Linked DNA regions of Mus musculus: all the other regions are linked to region 2. The links are chromatin contacts, called in public Hi-C and HiChIP or PLAC-seq maps. All regions are on one chromosome and are shown on one strand. The core of a region is the stretch at or near the end of the contact, and the rest is flanking DNA. Distances in the headings are between cores, read along the strand shown.

Region 1 (2,957 bases), core at 377-2,876, 1.0 Mb before region 2:
AAAACCATTTTCATTTGCCAGCTCAAAAATACACTTCTCGTATGGCAAATTATGTAACTAAATACCTTATTATCATTCTTAGAAAAATGATGAAATCTTACACCATTGAGCAGGTATGCCCATGATATATAAATTAATCATACTTTTATACAGTATTTTCACTCTAGGCATCCTAAGTAGTTCATACTAATTCTAATAAAGTATAACTACTGTTTTATTATGATTAGTTATTAATCTCAACGTTCCTGATAGTAAGAATCCGTAGTAATAAGTATGCATGGCAGGAGGAGGAACAGAATTCAGTGCTATATGGTTCTGAGCATCTACTCTGGACTGAGGAATGAGAAGCTAATGAGAGGTGTGAAATGGAGCTAACAGAGTTTAAAGAGAGAGCCAAGAATCATCGATGATCAGAAAAATGAGCCTGGGCAGCCTTGAAGAAGCATGAGAGCAGAGAAATAAGGATGTGTCTTTTCTTACCTACCAACAGAAGCAACCACCAGTGCCAAAAGAGTACACATGATACACTACATGAAAGTATACATGTACACATGAGCTGACCACACAGCAAGAGTGCAGAAGCCTGAGAAACTTCCAGGCAGAACTCCTAAGTTATTCAATATGGGGGATGGGAGGGCATGGACACAAATTAATATGGAATATTGCTTGGCCACAAAAAAAAAAATCTGTAAATCAGAGACATTTTTAAAAGATTTCTTTATTTAATGCATGAGTGCCCTGTGTGTATATGTACACCTGCATGCCAGAAGAGGGCATCAGATCCCAGTATAGATAAAACCACCATGCAGTTGCTGGGAATTGAACTATGGAAGAGCAGATTGTGCACTTAAGCAAAGAGCCATCTCCCCAGCCCTGACCAAGAACATCTAAGCTTGTGACATAAATGGTTTGTACTTCTAGTAACAGAACACTACATCACACTATAAACCTAAATTTAACATGTCAATTCATTTCACATGAAAGAGAAATCTAGAAAGAGTAACAGTTCATGAGAAGGATAGGGCTAAAAATAACCCAGGCCACCTGTTTCATTAACCTGATCCAACAGAATTTTGCCACCTTGTAGAAGGAAGGTGTGAAGAAGTAGCTGTGTGTGAGTAAAACGGACAAATGACTGATTTATTCACAATAATGTCTGGTTTTCAGACATTATTGCTTACCATTACTAGCTGGAGGTATGCTCTATTTTCTTCATTATTGATGAGAACAGACAATACTCATATTTTTACTTACAAAAGATGATGTATCCATGAAAACAAATAGACAAAATAAGACAGTGCCATTTCTCTTGCCTGGTGATGGGAATCCCCAGGAGAGCTATCCTATTTATTCAACAAAGCACTACCAAAACACTACAGCCTAATCCTCCCTTTCCTGGTACCCAGGTCCCTTATCCTTCAGCTTTTCCTCAGAAGATCTTCCAAGCAAAACAGTCAGAATTCAAAGCTCTTGGGCAAAAACTGTAATTATCAGGCTGCCAATGCCAAAAAATCCAGCCACACTTCTAAAACAGTACTCTTTAATTTGTCCTCTACATCCAGAATGAACAACCCTTTAAATAGAAATGGGAATTTTCCAACATGGAAATAGCTCTTTAGTGAAACCACTCTTTCGGACTAACCCAATTAGGCCCACTTCTCTCACACAGGCATAAACTGGAACATAGAATGTGACTATGATAGTAAATGGAAACACTAAAAATGTACCTGCCCACAGAGTTCCACTTTCAAATGGAACATTTTTTCTTTAGCAGCTACCACCACACCAAAAGGAAGTCCCATCTTTGAGTAGAAACTAAGACCTAAAACAGGAATTACATCCTGCATAGCTAAGAAATCAATATAAACTTCAAGGTCAAAAGTCATGAACATTAGTTATGCTGTAAGTTAAGAAGTCTCACTGGACCCGGGCAGTGGTAGTGCACGCCTTTAATCCCAGCACTTGGGAGGCAGAGGCAGGCGGATTTTTGAGTTTCAGAGCAGCCTAGTCTACAGAGTGAGTGCCAGGACAGCCAAGGCTACACAGAGAAGTCCTGTATCGGGGGGGGGGGGGGGGGAGGAGGAGGGAGGAAGGAAGGAAGGAAGGAAGGAAATAGGAGGAAAAAAGAAGAGGAAGAAGGAGGAGAAGAAAAAAGGAAGAGGAGAAGAAGAAGAAAAAAGAACAAGAAGTGGTCGTTGTCTCACTGGAAATATTTCCATCCCTAAAGCACACACTATTAACTTAAAATTCTGCTTCTGTACAAATGCTGTTTTGTGGTCTTAATTAGCCAGTTTTCAATTGATTTGCCTCCGTATACTACAAAAATCCATTTAAGAATACTTACTTGTTGCTGAAGAAATACTCTGATCAGTAAATTGTTCGTCAACCAAGCATGAGACCCTGAGTCAGGACACACAAATCCTCACATAAAAAGCTGGTCACCACATTACAATCTTAATGTTAGGGAGTTGGAAACAGGGGGATCCCTCAGGCTTGCTGTTCACCTAACTCTACTTATATTGGTGTCTCCATGTTCAGTGAAGAGACCCTTTCTAAAAGGTCGTTTCATTCATTTTTTTATTACTTATTGCTTAATTCCTAAATGTTCACCTTCTAAAAGTTTAGGTGTATAATAAATAACAAAGAGTACAATACAGCTTTAAGCAAACAGTCCATTTTCACTGCTCTAATTAAGCTAAGCTGACTCCCTCTGCACTTGACACTCAGCTGTGTGTGTCTATTATGGTATACACGGGGCCCAGGTGAAGCAAGCCTTATGGTGATAGTGAGGACATGACACGTGGGTCATCAACCAACTGCAGGAGAGCTGAGGGAAATGCAGCAAGGCCACACCAAAGCCACTAATCTGCCCTACAGACCAGAGACACATCAGCATAATTGAAACCAGAATGTGAGAAAGCCAAGAAAACTTAAAAGAGGTGCAAACATTCATAAGA
Region 2 (3,088 bases), core at 283-2,782:
AATGAGACTGGAAAGAAAAAAAACAGAGCTGAAGAGATAACTCAGTCAGTACAGTGCCGGCTACACAGCACAAGGGGCTGAATTTGGTCCCCAGGAGCCATATTTTAAACAAAGCTTTACAAAGGGTATAGTGGGCTTGTGATTCCAGAAAGCCTCAGACCCCAATGAGAGACCCCCCCCCTCTCAAAAACCAAGCTGAATCACTCCTCAGAAAGTGACATCAAGGTTGACCCATGGCCTCCACATACTTGTGTACACACACACACACACAAACACACACACCACACATATACACATACATACAACACACATATGCACATACACACATGTGTACACAAAGACACGAGTATACACACACACACACACACACACACATGCACACATCTACATACACAGGCATGTACACCCCCCATATACACAAACACACACACACACACACCATGTACCACACACATACATCAGACACCACATATACACACCACACACACGGGCATGTACACATACCACATACACAAACCTACACACATACCACATACCATACACATACACCATACACCACACACACACAAACACACACCACATATCACACACATACACCAGACACCACACATACACACACACACACACACACACACACACACACACACACACAAACACACACACAAGTAAATATACTGGAATACTTAGACGTGTGAGATATTTGTTCTCCTTGAACTAGCACTTACAAATGCTACCTGCTAGAGACTGAAAGAGTTGTGGTTGAGTTGGTAGGAGGTTTTGGTTTTTGTTTGTTTGTTGTTGTTGTTTGTTTTGGTTTTTTTTTTTTGAAACAAGGTCTTACTATGCAGCCAAGGCTGGCTTCTAACACACGGATTTTCCTGCCTCAGCCTCCTAAGGGCTGGGCTTATAGGATTGAGCCACCACACCTGGTTTACATGTTTGCTTGTGTTTTAAATTCAGCTTTTTTGTATGGTAAATTAGCTGGTATTCTTCCCACTGTATGTGGAAGACAATGGGATTAGGTGAGACCCTACTCCTACCCAGGTAGCCTCTGAAGACAATGTGATCTGGGTGGTAACAGCATTTGCTTATTTTGGGGACGGGGTCTCACAATGTCTGAAGCTCCACCTGTCTTGGAATTAACTATGTAGACCAGGCTGGCCTGAAACCCACCAAGCTCCGCCTACCACTGTGTTTCCAGTGTTATGATCAAAGGCCTGCCCCACCCCCACCCCTGGCCTGGGCCTTAGTGCTGCTGTTGCAACTCAGAGACTTCTTTTCTAACAGTCAAGTGTTCTACCACGGAGCTAAGCACCAGTAGGTGCAGACCTTTGTTGGAGTCCCCTCCAGATGAACGAGGTATCTGGTATTTCACAACACAGCACTCTGCAGCCCAGGCAGGCCGCTGGGTACTGCTGGCCAGGCTTCTACAGCTGGTCTTAGTGATGACAACCCCAAAGCAGGCTGGGCTCCAGGCTCTCCACTCGTCAGCCACCTGCCGAAGGGACCAAAAGAAGAACTTTCAGAGGCCGTCACGGGTCGTCACATGCGCCACTGTGATGCTTAGCCGCTGAGGGGATTTTGGGGAAGGAAGTAGCCCTGACATCATAGAAACATAGAAGTGAGAAAGACTTAGGGTGTTCCTCTTGACCAGGCACCCCAGAGGGTTGGGAGCCTACTCTGACCTTTCGGGTCTCACTCACTACGTGTGTGTACTCTCTCCTTACCTGGTTGTTGGCCAAATCTTTGTCCTCCAATAGAACTTTCTTCCAATATGAGGTCTCACTTAACACCAGTCTATCTGCATTGCCATTGTACACGCCAACTACTCTGTAACTCTGGGAGAGCATCACATGATTGCTAATCTTTTCACTTCAGCCCAACAGAAAAAATACATCAGCCCACACCTGCATTTTCCTACCTGGGCTCATCTTTTTTATCTATACTGCATCATCATCATCATCATTACTACCATCATCATCATCATTATCACTACTACCACCATCATCATCACCGTCACAGACAGGGTTTCAAACATACAGAACTAGTCCACAATTTGCTATGTAGATGAAAGTACCCTTAACCCTCTTCTCTTCCTGCCTCTACCTGCCCAGTGCTAACATCACAGATGTGCACTACCACACCCAATTAACTTGATGCTGGATAACAAACTCAGGGCTTTGTGCACGATTCGGCAAGCATTCTATCAATTAGACTACATGCACAGCCCATGTCTGCCACCCACACTATCAATCCCATAACCATGTCTGCGTGGATTATTTCCAATCCTTTAGTCCTCCTTGCTTCAGGATGATCCATCCATGGTTCTCATCGTGGGATTTTTCAGTAGCTCTCAAGGAATCTGTGGTGGGTGTTTTCCCGTCTCCCTGATGTTTGGCTTGGCCTTAGAACTCACTTTGAAAGACAGATGTGAAAGTGATACAACAGAAGTTTTTAGTGTGCTTCCATGGTGAGACTTAGCCTCTTGTGTCTCTGCCCTCACCATGAGAAGACGTGCCTCAGGCAGTGCCAGTCCCTGCAGGAACTCTAGGAAGCCAGCCCAGAGTAGGCTTGTAGCTGGGAGCCAGGCCCAGAGGAACAGAGCCAAGATCAGCTGAATCCCAGCCAATCCTCAGCCATACGAAGAAAAAAATAAAAAATAAACGTTTGTGATGCAAGCCACTGGGATTGAGGAGATGTGTTGTTATTCGACATTATTGGAGGAATAGACGATGAGTTAAATGGCCAAAATGAAGTGCAGGCAGTGGCCAGACACATAGCAGGCCTTGCACTCCAGGAGGTAAAGTCCTGACATGAAAACTTGCTTCCTCACCTCAGCCCCTTTATAACTCGGCCCTTCTCTTGCTGTGTCCCATATGTCAGCACCTGCTCGTGTTTAATATAATTCCTTCACAGACTATGCTTGATTTACTAAATGCTCACATATTCAAAAGCTTACCAACAAGACTACAAACTCATTGAGAGCAAGGACCTCGCCAGTTCAGAAGGAGCAAGAATTACAGATAGTGTTCCACTACCTCCATCAGGGTCTTCCCTTGTTTAGCTGGATGTATGGTCACTGTGTCCC
Region 3 (2,906 bases), core at 291-2,790, 1.2 Mb before region 2:
AGTGTCTATGAAAGCACACAGCTATGGTCGGTGGTAATTGGATTGTTTATAAGCTTTGTCTAAGCAGTTGTGGTTTCCCCCTCCCTCCTCCACAGTCTACAGACAAATAGTTAAAAGTTACTTAAGGATTAGGCATCCATGGTAGTTTTCCGAAGCTAGACTTCTAGTGTTTTCCTTTTAATTCCTATTATTGCGAAACAGTTTCTAGTCTTTAGATTGAACTCTTAAGAGTAATGGTTTTATTTAGCAGTTTGATTTGTTAAGTGAGCTGAGTGAGACTTCACTTCTCTGCTCAGGGTGCATTTCCTGTGACAGGAGGGGAGGTTACAATTTCTGATTATCATCTTTGGTGCACTAATTTGTTTTGGTCTTACACAAACAGCCTGGTCTCTGTCTTTTTTTTAATCCATAAAATGTGTCAGACACCACTTAACTTTGCTTAACAAGCAAGCTTGTTCAGATAGACTGAATGAACTGTAGAGTTTTATGCTATGTTAATTAGTTTCATTGCTCTGACAAAATACTTGAGCTAATCAGCTTATTAAGGAGAAAGGGTTTGCTTGGCTATCATTTTGCTTTATGACTGGTCCTTTTGCTGTTGGTTAGACAGTGTGCCATGTTGGGAGCATTTGGTGGAAGAACTATGTTCATCTCACTGTAACCCAGGAGTCTGTCACCCAGAGGAGGAGCCTGGAATCCCCATCCTTTCAAAGACATGCCCGTGGTGGTTTAGCTTTCTCACGCTTAGCCTCACCTATGAAATGTTCCACTGTCTCCCAGCTACTCTGCATACACTGTTAGCTTGCAAGCCTTTGAGGAACATAGAAGATGTAGTTTTTGTAAGATAATATATCTAAATTGCTTAACCCAGAGTCGGGCTTGTAGCAGATGCTTAGTGTGTTGTACCATTGTATAATCATCTGTGATGGTTTGACAGTTGTTCACCCTCACATTTTCTTAAATTAAAATACTTTAGTGTACTCTGCTATATTCTTTCTACCTAAAAACTTTATGTCCTATATAAAGAATGTAATTTTTAGTTTTGTGTAAAGTTAGAATTAATAAACCATTTTTAAGCCTTAATATTTAAATATGCTGTGCTTTGATTTTTGGTAAGAAGTAGTTTTTGTCTAAACCTTAGTTATTTTAGACTTTTCAAGTTATCTAATGAACCATGGTATGATCTATAATGCCTTAAAAAAGATTATGCTGTGTACCAGACAAAATATTTTAACTTCTTCTCAAGTTAGCAAGTAATTACCAGTAAATCACTTTTTTATTTGTTTCTGTGTATTTGCTTTTTGTTACTTTTTTGTTGTTGTTTGCTTTTTGTCTTATTTTTCCTAGGTATGAATTTTCCAATGAATAGTTTCCTTAATAGTAGAACATACGTAGAAGATGTCAGCTTATTTCTGACCTTGGAGTCTTTGGGTTAGATGTCTGATACAAGAGCAGTTTGAGGTCTGCTGTACAAATACTGAGTTCCTTCCTCTTCTAAGAAAAACCAGCAACACAAGTGGCACTGTCTTCAGTGTCACTGCCATCTGTAGACCATGGAGGGTTGCTAAAGACAAACTGGCCGGGCCTCGGCTCGTTGACTGACTGTGTGCTTGAGATGTGGTTTTCCTGAGCCCCGCTGGTCTGTGTTGCAGCTGGTGGACAGCGAGGTGGTCATGCTGTCTGCCCACTGGGAGAAGAAGAGGACCAGCCTGAACGAGCTGCAGGGGCAGCTGCAGCAGCTGCCCGCTCTCCTGCAGGACTTGGAGTCTCTGATGGCAAGCCTGGGTAAGTGTGGCCTGTGTGTGAGAGCAGTTTCAAAGCCCTCCAAGAATTCATCAATTCTCAGCTATTGCTTTGAAAATAATAGTGCATTCTTATTGTTATATAGAAATGTATTCATTTCTAAAATTTACCACTAATGCTTTCTGCCTACAGTAAGCTAAGGAAATAATTTTAGTTTTGTTGCTTTGTGTGTGTTACCTATTTGCCTATGTCTGCCCAAATGTTTGTATGCATACAGGTGCTTCTGCATATGGAGGGGAGTCAAGTGGGGTGGGGGTGGGGGTGTTGTTCCTCCAGAGCTCTTGGGATGTTTCATTATGACTTTGAAACAGTATCTCTCATTTTGCCATGATACTCACTGGTGAGGCCAGCCAATGGGCCCCAGGGATCTGCCTGTTTCTGGCTCCTTAGTGCCATGATTAGAAGCAAGATATTTTGCTTGGCACTTTATGTATGTACTGGGGATCCAACTCAGGCCGATCTTCTTGCTTAAGCTACAAGCATTTTGCTGGCTGAATCAGCTTGCCAGCCTTTGTTGATCTTTTTTTAAAATAACTCAAGACTGTCATTAGGTCTTTTGTTTAAAAGTGTAAGTTGAATGAATGAATGAATGAATGAATGAATGAATGAATGAATGAATGAATGAATTGGACTTACAGTAACTATCCTGGCCAGAGGATGTCCTCCAAACATTGCTTTTAGAATTTAGGCTTTCAGAAATTCATGTCTTACAGTATGTTTTTACCCTTCAGGCGATAGACATGAGGTCAGATGAGTTCTGCTGCATTTGAAGTTTGTGGAAGTTTGTTTTCTTCATTTTTCATTTGGATGGGTTTATATTCAGAGAATTATCTGTTGTGTTTGATGCATGTACACATGAAGGTAATATTGTGGGTCACTGCTCTCAAAGGACAAAATTAGAACAACGTAAAGATCACAAAATGGCTTTACTTTTTAAATTCTAAATTGTAATTTATTTTAATTCTAAAATAGAACACTATTAGTTTACTAGTGCTTTTACAGACAAAAAAGAAAGTAAGGAAATACAAACAAAAATTAAAATGTATTAGTCATTTCAAAATTATTTTGCCAGGCAGGGACAGGGAGGCAGGTCCTTGAATTGC

What was found. Hi-C and Micro-C count contacts between places; a contact is called where the count stands out from the background. HiChIP or PLAC-seq counts read pairs in DNA pulled down with a chosen protein or histone mark.
Region 1: a Hi-C map of B cells shows a contact between it and region 2, with 1.7 times the contacts expected there. The contact joins two enhancer-like sites. A contact is called at or near these places in 1 of 15 datasets of contacts at CTCF or cohesin (pro-B cells), 1 of 484 Hi-C or Micro-C datasets (B cells), 2 of 115 datasets of contacts at active chromatin or transcription factors (CD8 T cells and fibro-adipogenic progenitors) and 1 of 9 other capture datasets (embryonic stem cells).
Region 3: an H3K27ac HiChIP or PLAC-seq map of large pre-B cells shows a contact between it and region 2, with 9 times the contacts expected there. The contact joins two enhancer-like sites. A contact is called at or near these places in 2 of 15 datasets of contacts at CTCF or cohesin (pro-B cells and stem cell-derived epiblast-like cells), 4 of 484 Hi-C or Micro-C datasets (the N1E-115 cell line, Th1 cells, embryonic fibroblasts and 1 more) and 4 of 115 datasets of contacts at active chromatin or transcription factors (epiblast stem cells, fibro-adipogenic progenitors, large pre-B cells and 1 more).

Annotation. Positions count from the first base shown.
Region 1 is chr13:44,807,225-44,810,181 of GRCm38.p6, reverse strand. The region is part of intron 1 of Jarid2 (jumonji, AT rich interactive domain 2); the gene reads right to left. Among named protein-coding and RNA genes, the nearest start is that of Jarid2, 77 kb to the right of the region's middle. Within about 2 kb of position 1,626, at least 24 of the 459 cell types and tissues checked have an H3K27ac peak or open chromatin away from gene starts, as enhancers often do. A contact at or near this core is called in B cells and CD8 T cells, where this site is marked.
Region 2 is chr13:43,763,870-43,766,957 of GRCm38.p6, reverse strand. No RefSeq gene overlaps it. Among named protein-coding and RNA genes, the nearest start is that of Cd83, 20 kb to the left of the region's middle. Within about 2 kb of position 1,532, at least 107 of the 459 cell types and tissues checked have an H3K27ac peak or open chromatin away from gene starts, as enhancers often do. A contact at or near this core is called in B cells, CD8 T cells and pro-B cells, where this site is marked.
Region 3 is chr13:44,981,620-44,984,525 of GRCm38.p6, reverse strand. Dtnbp1 (dystrobrevin binding protein 1) reads left to right here. Exons shown (of 10, transcript NM_025772.4): 5 at 1,653-1,785. Among named protein-coding and RNA genes, the nearest start is that of Dtnbp1, 19 kb to the left of the region's middle. Within about 2 kb of position 1,540, at least 43 of the 459 cell types and tissues checked have an H3K27ac peak or open chromatin away from gene starts, as enhancers often do. A contact at or near this core is called in pro-B cells, where this site is marked.